Linked DNA regions of Mus musculus: region 1 is linked to region 2. A link is a contact called in public HiChIP or PLAC-seq data. All regions are on one chromosome and are shown on one strand. The core of a region is the stretch at or near the end of the contact, and the rest is flanking DNA. Distances in the headings are between cores, read along the strand shown. Region 1 overlaps Frmd4a (FERM domain containing 4A). Region 2 holds the start of Suv39h2 (suppressor of variegation 3-9 2).

Region 1 (6,153 bases), core at 1,358-3,857, 930 kb before region 2:
AGAGATCTTTTGAACTCTGGGACATCATCTGAGGGTTCGGAAAAGAACATGGAGAAATGGACAGGACCGAGAAGCAGCCATGACGAAGCTGGTGTGACAGACAGGTGACCCCATGTAAGAGGATCAGAGGAGAAGGCAGGAGACACTGGCCTGGCAATTGGCATCTTCACCTTCCAGCTAACCCTGCAGACCACAGGACCCTGGGCGCTTCATCCCTCCTTTCCTATGCACTAGCATGCAGCCATTTTCCTCAGTATAAAACCCAAACCATGGCCATGCAAAGCCTACAGTTCAGAATCTTCCCGCTGAGTGTTTGCTCCTCCTCTTGGAGTGTGGTCATTTCTACTGGCAAGACAAAAACACTCTAGCTACAGAAGAAACAAAGGACTGTGTTTTGGGTATTATTCTCTGAATAGTTGGCTATCTTTCCAAGTTGGAAGTTGTAGAACTCAGCATTAAAAGAGTTTGGAATCTCTATTGACTAAGCTACAGCCTTGGGAACGGGAAGGGACACAAACCAAATTGTTGCGGACTACAAAAACCATGTTTTCCACAATAAAGAAAGGAAGGAACCACACACAAATACCAGCTTATAATTTCTCTGTGAAATAACAGACATGTTCCACCCTGTCTAGGCAAAAAGATAGCCATAGGTTATCCCTCAAATATAGCCTAGTCTTGGAAGCAAGAAGATAGAATGTTCTATAAATACTTTCTGTTTATGCATGTTAACACTTTTAGTCTATGCATCTAGTCAGTCCGTCACCAGGAAGCCTGGCATTGCTTGTGATTCATTTTACTGGCCAAGTATGCAGATCATCTAGGTAAGTTGGCATATTAATTTCTCATTTTGCAGGGATACTATCCTGGGATCTTCAGTGTGATTGGGTGATTGAGGCAATTTGGGGGTGGGGCTCCAAAAAAGCATCCTGCATTTTCAGGTTGTAATACGGTTTCTACTATTAATGCAGTACATTAATTATTAAAGGTTTATTAACTGTTCAAGTGCCTGTTTAGTTCTTTGTTTGCTTATTATGAATGTGGGTACGCTTGTGCTATGCGGGGGTCAGGGGACAACGTAGGGGAGTCAGTTCTCTTTTTCTACCACCTTTGAGTCCTGAGGATCAAACTCTGGACTTTGGACACGAAGGGCCCTCACCTGCTGATTCATCTGAAGCCCGTAACAGGAGTTTTCCCTTTCCCTTTCGATGCTAAGTAGCAGTTAACATTACTAGACAATATGATCTTCATCAGTTTCAATTTTACCTACTCTAGAAGGCCTGTGAGTTTTCTGATCATTTTTGAGAACTGGAGAATTATTTTAGAAAGGTAAGGGGCTGCAACCCACTAGCACAAAGCCCAAATCATCTTTCCTCTCTTCCTTCCTTCTTCCTCTATTTTAATGCCTCTTAATGTACTGAGACCCAGACACAGCCTCAGGCTTTCTCATTATCTCCCGGTTATTTTCCCTCACGCCCCCATTACATCACTGGGCACCCCCATTCCCATTAACTACCTTTTTTTTAAAATAAACGTTTCCCTGTTTCCAGTAATGATGATGGCTAGGGTCATGTGTTTTCCTGCACGAGCTCTCTCTGAAAGGCTGGGGTGACTTTTACAAATATGTCAGCTAATGTTTGTCCCCACTGTCCTCCTTTCTATGACATTTCAGCATTATAAGGGAAAATGTATGACTTATTTTATGTCTACATTTCTTCTTAGACCCCTAACATGTTCTAAATCTCTGCAGAGTTAGTATTGTTGATCCTTCCAATGTCAGAAGAGCAGATCAGAGACAAAATTTCTTATTGAAAAAAATTAACATTCTGTCTATCTATCTACCCATCCATCTATCTATTCATCCATCCATCCATGCATGTGGGGAGAGCCACACACTCTGCATGTATGTGAGGGTCAGCAGTCTCCTGGAAGCTAGTGCTCTCTTCCAGTTTGTGCCCCAGAGATGGAACTCAGGCTATCACGATTGATGGCAAGCACCTCTACCCACTGACCCACCTCATGGACCCCTCGTGTCTTTTGCTAAACACCTTGCACACCTTTTGCATCTCAGGTGCTTCGTAGCTGTTCTCTCATGCAAGCCTCTGAATGTGACTTCGCTTACTGAAGCTAAAGCTAAGAGAGATTTGGGAGCTCACTACAGGTCTTACAGTCAGAAGGTGGAAGACCTGGCTAGATAACAAACCCAGAGAAGATGCCACAGTGTACACTGTGTTTGTCACACTCTGATGCATCGTGTAAATACCTGCCACAAGGCAGGGATGTTTGCCTTGGTCCAGTAGGCAAGGCTCCTCAATGTGAATATCTTCTCACTGATAAAAGTGATCTCTACAGTTCTTTCATTGCTATAATGCTCTCTCCCCAAAATGTTCAATGGTTCAATCACATGCAGATATATTGTGCAGGCTGCCCTGAGCTCTGGGTGCACCCTGAGGCCCTCACAGTCATAGCTGTGGCTCTTAACATCGTCTGTCACCTTCTGCACATGTCTCCACACTCTTGCCAAGTCTTGCAGGCTACATCTGTGCCACTGGTCACTCTATAGTTCTTCTGTTACCAAACACTCAACGGACCCAATAAAGGGGGATTGAGAAGGCAGAACACTGCCTCACATTGTGCTCAGCTCTGAGTCTGCTTCGTGTCCTCACCACCTCCCCCCTCTCTGCTTTCTCTCTCTGAGCAACACAGAAATAAATATTGGATATTTACTGGAGGGTGGTCAGAGGCAGCCAGGAAGTGAGCAAGCCAGCCCTGAGTTACCCAGCTTGTGTAGGTGTGTCACTCAGATCCAGATGGCTCTGCACTCTTTGGGTCCCTAGTTTGGATTCGTCTCTTTACAGGCATGTGGGGAGAGCGTTAATTGTGTGTTTTACGATTATGAATGGCACAGCCTGGAGACGCTCCCATTCTGATTTCCATTTGCCGCCATACAGCATCAATCTAACTCCCCATTACACATCATTTTTTTTTTTTCATGCACTGCTCATTCAATAGGGACAAAGAAAGGCAAGGACATCGACAGATCAGGCAAATTCTGGTGGAAATGGTGGGGAGCAGGCATGAAGTTATAGGGGAAATGTTAGCTGATTCAAGTGGGAAATTATTGCTCAAAACAAAGTGTCATGGCTCTTGCCTGTAAGCCTAGCATTTGGGAAGCTGAGACAGGGGGGTTATGAGTTTGAGGTCACTGCAGGCTACATAGCAAGTCCAAGGCCAATCTGGACTACAGAATGAGACCCTGTTCCAAAAACAAAAACTTATTGTTTGAAGGCTTAGTATATTGCACCATAATAATGACTCCTGGTCGTGACGTCATCTCTAATGAGGCCTCTGTAGATCAATGTTGGAGCATGGCTTCATGCTCTGCTTGTTCAAGACCCTATAAAGTTCCCATCAGCAGCAGTGGGTCATATGTACTCAATGTTAAATGGACAAAAGTATGCAGGAGAGGCCAGTCCTGTTTGGTAACGGACCTGAGTTCAAGTCCCAGAGTCTGCATTTAAAAAAAAAAAAAAAAAGCATGCCCTTGTATTCCCAGGGCCAGAAAGACAGAGACGTGGAAGGACCCTGAGGCTCACTGACCAGGCTACCTTAGCCTACCTAAAGATTCAAGAACACTAAGATACATCTTATCCAAAAGAAAGTGAATGGATCCTGAGAAATGGTGAGAGGATGTCTTCTGGCCCACACATGTGCATGTATCAGTGCCCACACCTACCCTCCCTCCCCAAGTATGCAAGAACCATGCACTGGCAAATACATATGAAAACAGGCACAAGAAGGAACATGCAGATGTGCTCAGAGTTAAAGCCAGAGGCTATAGTATACCTGCCAATGCTTCTGACTGTGGACAACAAATTTTTGCTCCTCTTATATCATGAACACCTGGAATACCACTTTCAATAAAAATCCAAAAAATGCTGCCTAGGAGAGAAATGACACTTCCCTCCAGTGAGATCCTATGCCCGATGGCTCTGACATAGAGCCAGCTTCCATGACTGTGGGGAGATTACACATGCAGTTCAAACTGAGACCACCAGCTCATCTGTTTTTTTGTTGGACTATTTGGTAGTAATAAGGCCATTGGTAACTCAGGTCCCATAACCCTGTGACCCATCATCAACCGTAGCTTGAATCCTTAAGCAGGAATTTCTATTTTCAAGGTAAGGATTTCTTCAGAGAGTGGGGTACCCAGTTTTTACCAATACCCTTAAGAATCAGAAAGAAGACATATAGCCACTGGCGTCTAGAATAAGCATCATGGAATTTGATAATCACTGAACATCAGTTCTGCTCATTTTCTGTAAAAGATGACCTATATCGGTAGGTCTAGAACAATGTTTCTGGTAGTGGACCTGGCTCCCTTTAAGAGCAGGCTTGTAAAAGATATGCTCAGCCTAGGGATGGAGTAAGGGGTGGCCAAGGAGAGAATTGGCGAATTCAGTTGCTGGAAAGAGTGGCATCACCAGCTGTGTTCTCATTGATTCTGTCCAAACAAGCAGTGGAGTTACCTGGCCTTCCTGTGGAATACTGATGCTGCAGCCCACAGCTCCCACAGACACTACTGCACCAGTTCTTAACTGGTGTTCTTAAAGAGAGCTATTCTGGGGAAGACAAAACCAGAAGTGGACAACATTCTCAATGTGCTTTCTTCTAAATGAATGCTGGAGTAACACTCAAATCGCTCCCTTCCCCAGCAAGCTGGATTTTAGGAACCCCTTTCTCCAGGTTCCCACGACTCTAAGATGTTGCCCAGGGTAGAGAGGTTTCTAGAACATTCTACAGTTGGTTCCTCCCCTCGTTGTTCATGCTGCAGGCCTCTCTTTACAGAGATATCCAGAATCTCCTTTTGTTCCTTTTTATTATACCTCTAGAGAGTATTACACAGCACAGGACCAGACATGAGCAAGGTAGAGATGGATGGATCCAGGAGGAGAACCTTAGGGATATCACAGGCAATATAGGCCCGAGTTGTCTACAAGCCTGGCAAGGTAGGGAAGCCAGTCCCTCTTTTTCCTTCAGTACAAACAGAATAGTGTCTAGGATATAGGCTGAATAGGCCCTTCTATAAGGCCCCAGACGTCACCTCCAATTGAGATGCTAGGAAAGTTCTCAAGAGACACAAAGCAGGGGTTTCTAGAACAAGTTTTACTAACATATCTGATAATAGTAAGAAGAAAGGAAGAAACCGAGAGAAAGAACTGAAGAATGAGGAAAGAAAAGGATTATTCAGGGCTAGTGGTGAATGCCTACAATCCCTGCTACTCTGGTAGACGACGCAGGAGGACCACAAGTTCAAGGTCTGCCTGCCTGCCTTAAACAGAGGGTTTAAAGCAGCTCCAGCCACTTGGTAAGACCTTACTTCTAGATAAAAAAGTTAAAGGGGCTAGGTTTCTGTAGCTAAGTTCCCTAGAATTCCTACGACTGTGTGATCGAGCATGCAAGATGTCTGGGTTTAATGCCTAATACTAAAGGGAGGAAGGGGGAGGAGGAGGGGAACAGAAAGAGGCAGAGACAGAAGAGAGCCAGAGAGACTTAAAAAGCTGGTGATGAACTCAGACTTTCTGATGCTGTGTACGGCATGTTTTAAGATAACTTGCTAAGCTAGTTAACTGTTAACATATGTATGTCTCAATTCAACCTACAAAACTAGAATTTTCTCTGGAACAAAACTGTTGTGCTGTAATCTTTAAAGTGTAAATTCGTGATCTCAGGCACCCAGTGAGTATTAGTTTAAATGCAATAAGGATAAGTGTAGAGTTGTAAATGATAAGAATATGATTTTCGAGATATCTGGGAAAAGAGGTCATTAGCATAAACACTGTGAGCACAAGTTCAGCAATTAGAAAGCAAAATTAGTCACAGTCTTTGGGGAGGCCAGCCCACAATTACCTAAAGACAAAAGCCACCCAGCCCAGCTCCTTAATAGACTTCTTGACAGTTTCAGGTCTTCTACTTCCTATCATAGAACAATGGCAACGTTTCTCTCCCTCAGACCAAGGTTGACTCAAGAGAATTCTCCTCGACTACACTTGCCTACCTACCATTCTTCGTGCTTTCCCAAAGCTCCAGGACCCAGACAATGCCTCATCTCTTATCTTGGCCTTGGGCTCTAACTTTGCTGGGACAATTAAA
Region 2 (6,175 bases), core at 2,402-4,901:
GGGCCCTTGCCCATCAGTCACATCATTGAGAAAATGTCCTACAGGCTTGCCTACAGACTGATCTTATGGAGTCATTTTCTTAATTGAGGCTCTGTCCTCTCAAATGACTCTAGCTGGTGTCAAGTTGACATAAAGCTATCCAGCACAATATCCAACAAATGCTACTCTTCATCTGCTTTAATTCATTATTACGTCATGAGCCTCACCACAGATCTGAGTAGCAACGCTGGGTAGAGAGTAATATGATGTATATTGTTTTTGTTTTCTAGTAGTGAAATAGATTTTAGAGTTTAAATTTTTCTGTGTTACATAGTCTCAGTTCTGAATAATTGGTGAATCTTTGTTTTGTTTTGTTTGTTTTGTTGAGACAGGATTTCTCTGTGTGTAGCCCTGGCTGTCCTGAAACTTGTTCTGTAGACCAGGCTGGCCTCACTCACAGAGATCCCCCTGTTTCTGTCTCCTGAGTGCTGAGGTTAAGGGTATGCAGCACTGACCACTTAGTGAATTTGAGACTAATATTCAGATTATTTTTTTGAACTTATATTTTTGTCAACTTAATATTTTAAGTATATTATATGCTTATTTAAATTCACTTTTTTTTTTTTTTGGCTTTTTCAAGATAGGGTTTCTCTGTATAAGCCCTGGCTGTCCTGGAACTCACTTTGTAGACCAGGCTGGCCTCGAACTCAGAAATCTGCCTGCCTCTGCCTCCCGAGTGCTGGGATTAAAGGAATGCGCCACTACCGCCCCACTAAATTCACATTTTTTAAAAAAAGATTTATTTATTTACTTATTAGATTTATTTATTTATTATATGTAAGTACACTGTAGCTGTCTTCAGACACCCCAGTAAAGGGCGTCAGATCTCATTACGGATGGTTGTGAGCCATCATGTGGTTGCTGGGATTTGAACTCAGGACCTTTGGAAGAGCAGTCAGTGCTCTTAACCGCTGAGCCATCTCTCCAGCCCTAAATTCACCTTTTTAATCTAGTGTGCAGTGTACTCTATTTCTCAGAGAACATTCAAGTTGGAAAAGACAGGCTCCGCAGTTCAATCACATTTTCAGCAATGGTCATGAAAATTGAGGCGTATCCTAATCTGTTCCTTCTACCCCAAAGAGCATGATGCCTGCCTGCACCCCCACCCCACCCCCCGCCAGCAACTTCTGATTTTCTTCTTCCAAATCAATCGATAGCTGATGTTTACCATGACCCTCGGTTGAATCTCAGGACCTTTACCTTCTTACAAATTCTTTTGACCAAGCAGTATGGCCTTGCCCTGCAGTCTAGGTTATTTAGGAAGCTGAGGCAGGAGGGTCATTTGAACCCAGGAATTCAGAAATAGCCTGGAAAACTTGAGGTGATCCTGTCCCTTAAAAAAGTAAAGTTGATAATCCAAAGAGCTTTTGTTTATAATATATACAACTTCTTAGACAGTTAAAGAGTTTTCAAGTTATTCAATAGATTTTTAAAATAATTTTATTTTGTTTTGTTTTGTTTTTTTGAGACAGGGTTTCTCTGTGTAGCCCTGGCTGTCCTGGAACTCACTCTGTAGACCAGGCTGTCCTTGAACTCAGAAATCCACCTGCCTCTGCCTCGCGAGTGCTGGGATTAAAGGCATGCGCCGCTATGCCCGGCTAAAATAACTTTAAAATGTAAAAAGTAATTGAGCACGTTCTTCATGGGAATAGCATCTTTATAAAAACTTTTGAAACAGAAGCTCTAGCAGGAAGTGTTTGGTATTGTGTATTCTTTTCAAGCCTCTTAACATCTTGCTTGACCAGGAGATAGCTATGTTTTAATATATACTTTCCTCTGTTAGGATATGATACATGTTGTATGAGTTCTGGAAAATTACAGTACATCCATGAGAAAAACCACAGAGATCAAATGACAGGGCATTCCTGGAATCCGGGAGAAAGTGCTTGGTGCCATTCAGCGAGGAGGACATGTTCTGAGAGGTGTGTTTTGTGCAGGTTAGTGTGTAAAGATCACAGAACACTTGCAGAGCTGCTAACCATGTCACCAGGAGACAAAGTTGTTACACAGGGAAGACTGGGGTTCTGTGTTCATGGGTTTCCTGAGAGGCTTCGGGCCTACTCTTCTACACTCTGAGAATAGAGAGTAGACACTGAGGAAGGTTGGAGTGGCTGGCTCTACTCTATGCCCTAGAATTAAGAAAAACAAGGGAGCCAGGCAGTGGTGGCACATACCTTTAATCCCAGCACTCGGAAGGCAGAGGCAGGTGGATTTCTGAGTTCGAGGCCAGCCCTGGTCTACAAAGTGAGTTCCAGGACAGCCAGGGCTACACAGAGAAACCCTGTCTAAAAAACAAACAAAAAAACACAGAGCCTTGGATCTATCAGACAACTGCTATTCCACCAAGCTATCCTCTGCTTCCAGCATCCTTTGCCAATTTTTAAAATAAAACTTAGCAAGACCAAAAATATTTGTAAGACTCTACCCTGACCGTTTTTTGACAAAAGCTTTTAAAGAAGAGCTAGAGAACAAAGCCAGACAGAATGCCTGAGTGGCCTCTGAAGAAGTAACATTTGAGTTAAATCTAGTCACGTGAGAGGGAGCAGCACATGAAGGGGAGTCAGTCAGTTCTTTGATCTAGACCGTGATTTCCAGTTTAAAGTGTTTATTGGGGGAGAAGGGAGCTTTGGCTAGCACCTGTAATTCCAGCTCACCAAAGTGGAAGCAAAAGGGTCAGGACTTGAACATGCTTCTCAGACAAAGCAAGTCTGAGGCTTGTTTCATTTTCTGTTTTAAAGTCTCCTTAGCTGGGTGGGAAGTGGCTGGAAGGGGAGCAATGGAGAGGTCAAGGCAGCTAGGCTGTTTTGGCTGAAGAGAAGACAGGCAGTATGTGCTTGTGAATAGCATTGACATGACTGGCTTACAGAATTGCCGATGGTCTTTTGTGTATAATGGTTCCTCTTACAAGTTTTCAGATTTACAGTGGTAAAACCGAGAACGACCTGACTCTCCCCAAGCATATATGGCTAAAACCTGCCCTCAGCTTAAGTCTGTTAATGTTAGTAAGTCCTTGTCCTAAGTGTACCTTTTACGTTTGCCTTAACTAAGAGGGTTCTTGGCGGGGTTGGTTGGATTCTCACAATTGTCAGGCTTTTCCTTTGAGTCCAGCTGCTACATGGCCACATCAACTCATCAGAATCTCTTTGAGTGGTTTAAACAGACAGCACCTCTCCAGGTGAACCCAACATGCAGTCAAATTTTAAGATCCTGAGTCCTGGTGGTGTGGAGTGAAAGGAAAAGTAGTGGGGCTTCGTTGGGTTGAAGTGCTGAGGAACAAGAGTGGGAAAGGAGCTACCTGCGCACACTAACCCCGCACAGCCTATTTTGCGTTTTGTGGCGGGCACGTCAGGTCTTTGTGAAGCGACTCAGGGGACCGCATGAAGAATCATGGCAAGCGACCTCCGAAGTCAAAGCGAGTAACAAGCCAGCGACGGGCAGGGCCAGTTTCCACGGAAGGCCCCGCCCCTTCCCGCCCCCACCGTGCGGCGCAGGCGCGGTAGCTACCACCGCAGGGGTCGGTCTCCGCTGACGTCAGAACGCCTCGCTCCTCTCAGCCTCCCCGCTCCGGAGTCCCTGGCGGGCCGGGGCGGGGCGTGTGGCCAGCTGAGTTCTTCGGGCTGACCGCGCCAGTTTGAATGAAAGCTCCGCAAGATGGCGGCGGCCAGGGCCAAGGCACGGGGCAGTGAGGCAGGAGCGCGGTGTCACCGGGCTCCAGGTCCGCCCCCGAGGCCCAAGGCCAGGCGAACGGCGAGACGCCGCCGCGCGGAGACCCTGACGGCGCGACGCTCGCGGCCGTCTGCGGGCGAGAGGCGCGCCGGCTCCCAGCGAGCGTGGTCCGGAGCTCCGCGGGCCGCGGTCTTTGGCGACGAGTGTGCACGAGGTGCCTTATTCAAGGGTGAGCAGGAAAGCACACGCGCTGCGGCGGTAGCGGTCGCCACCTCCGAGCCGGGGGTTGGGGGTGGTGGCGGGGCTGAGGTGCGGTGCTGGAGAAAGGGAATCCCCTGGTGCCTGCGTTCGAGCGGGTCTGGCCTCGCCGTGAAGCGCCTGCACACGCAGCCCTGAGCTCCGGGAAACTTTGGGGGGCCCGGCTGGAACTTGCAGGTTATTTCTGTGGATGCTGAAGCCGGGGCACGCAGTGCGCGTGCGTGCGCTCGAGTCGCGCGCCCTTTGAAAGTCTGGGTTGTGCAAAGCCTTCTGGAATGAAAAGGTTGTTCTCCAGCTCTTTCCTCCGCTCCACCCAGATGGTGACACTATTATTCCCGTAGGTAGCTCTTGCCTCCTTGAAGCGTGGTGGGGATGGGATGGTGGAATGGTTTTTATAAACGGGATGTTATAATCTAGACAATGAGGCGTTTTCCTCTCATCATTTTTGGCTGTGGGATTTTGTAAACCAAGTGTTGGCAATTTTTCTTTTTAACATTTCGAGATGCCCCCAAAATGTAGCATTTCTGTTGCGAGGGGCGGTGCATTGTAATTACACGTAACGCTTCGTTATGACGTTTTCATACGAATATATGTACGTTGATCCTCCGATTCAACACCACCCTCCATTATAGTGTTGTGTTTTCAGATTCTCAGCTAGGGGTAAAAATTGAAAAGATAAATAAAACAGCAAACAACTTGGTTACATAAACAAGAGGACTCTCCTTTGCAGATGATTAGCATAAGGAGATTAGCATTAAGACAAAACAGCCTTAAGATTTTTAGAAGCGATTTATGAGACGTTTTTTACAGCTTTCTTGTCTCCAAACCGCCACACCTAAGCAAATAAATGTATTCTGGCAAATTTGAAGGAAAGTCTTTTTGCAGGTGCCAGAAATATGAGTTGTTTGCAGTCACTGGAGTTCGGAAGCTATCCTCACTGGTTTCTGACAATGAAGTCCTTACTGGGAAGGATGAGGAAGGACTGCGGGGAAAATTTGAGCGGTTACGCTGTCCCTTCCTGGAAACTTACCTTAAAAAGGTTTTTGCCCACCACTTCGGAGAACTAAAGACAGCTTGATGAGTTAGAGATACATTTTCTTTGGTCACCTCTGTTCTCAACAAAACACACTTTTTTCCAGTGAATCCCATACACAAAAAGATTGGGACTTTCCCAAAGTTGTGTAGCTAGGTGACCCACCAACGGGTAGAGCAGAGGACTTTTGATCATCTTGTATTTATCCTGATAGTAGGGGTAGTGAAGTTTGTTACATTTTTCTAGACATCAGTTGTGTGATTATATTTTTAAATCCAGGATGTAATACAGTTCATTTCTGGCCTCCGTACGGGTATTGTTTAGTATGTCTGATTTTCAAGTCTGGCTTATGGAATATTTCCACCTTGTATTCTGTTTTGTAACTGCTGGCTTGAAAACTGTAGGAAACAAGTATTACAAAGCTCACTATGCTCTCCACTTAAAGTAGAATTCTCTGGCTTATGCATGATGAAAATACATTTTACCATGCACAAAATAAATGAAGCTAAAATCTCTCGACTTTTTACAAAATGGAAAAAGTAGGATATGGATTTCATATTTAAATTCTTATCATCTGACTAAAAGAAGTGAAGTTACTTTTAAGTTGTGGCCATTTTAGAATATCTTTTAGATATATTTCTAACAAAATGTCTTAGCTGTTTATTAGGAGAACAGTTTTATTCTGTGTAAAAAAATTTACTTCATTTTACCTTCGCATTTATATGTAACCCTAAGAAATTTTAGATGTGAAATATTTTAATTAGCCAAGCAAGAATTAGGCAATGTGGGTAAAAGTGGGATAGATGTCCACTGGAAAGTAAACCAATTTACCAAAACTAGTTCTTTATCCTATAACTTTTTCTTAAACACACATATGTAGCTTCTTGTTATATGTGTTTCTAGACTATAACATTGTCAGTTGAGAGGGTTTTAAGTTTTTGTTTCAGCCTAGTAGCTATTTTATTGGTAAAGAATTCTATTTTCTTATTGTAGCCTGGTGTGTGCCTTGCCTAGTTTCACTTGATACTCTCCAGGAATTATGTAGAAAAGAAAAGCTCACATGTAAATCGATTGGAATCACCAAAAGGAATCTAAACAATTATGAGGTGGAGTACTTGTGTGACTACAAGGTAGCAAAGGTAAGGCAATGTCCAGCCCCTTGGCAGAGACCTGTCCACA

Evidence for each region. HiChIP or PLAC-seq counts read pairs in DNA pulled down with a chosen protein or histone mark.
Region 1: a contact with region 2 is called in a FOXA1 HiChIP or PLAC-seq map of pancreatic cancer cells. The contact joins the enhancer-like site here to the promoter of Suv39h2 in region 2. A contact is called at or near these places in 1 of 39 promoter capture datasets (embryonic stem cells) and 6 of 115 datasets of contacts at active chromatin or transcription factors (astrocytes, bone marrow-derived macrophages, embryonic stem cells and 2 more).

The regions. Positions count from the first base shown.
Region 1 is chr2:4,403,740-4,409,892 of GRCm38.p6, reverse strand. All of the region lies in intron 1 of Frmd4a (FERM domain containing 4A), which reads right to left. Among named protein-coding and RNA genes, the nearest start is that of Gm23691, 26 kb to the right of the region's middle. Within about 2 kb of position 2,607, at least 51 of the 459 cell types and tissues checked have an H3K27ac peak or open chromatin away from gene starts, as enhancers often do. A contact at or near this core is called in pancreatic cancer cells, where this site is marked.
Region 2 is chr2:3,472,462-3,478,636 of GRCm38.p6, reverse strand. Suv39h2 (suppressor of variegation 3-9 2) reads left to right here and starts at 3,651. Exons shown (of 6, transcript NM_022724.4): 1 at 3,651-3,934; 2 at 5,990-6,135. The coding sequence starts at 3,691. It also overlaps a transcript of Dclre1c not described here.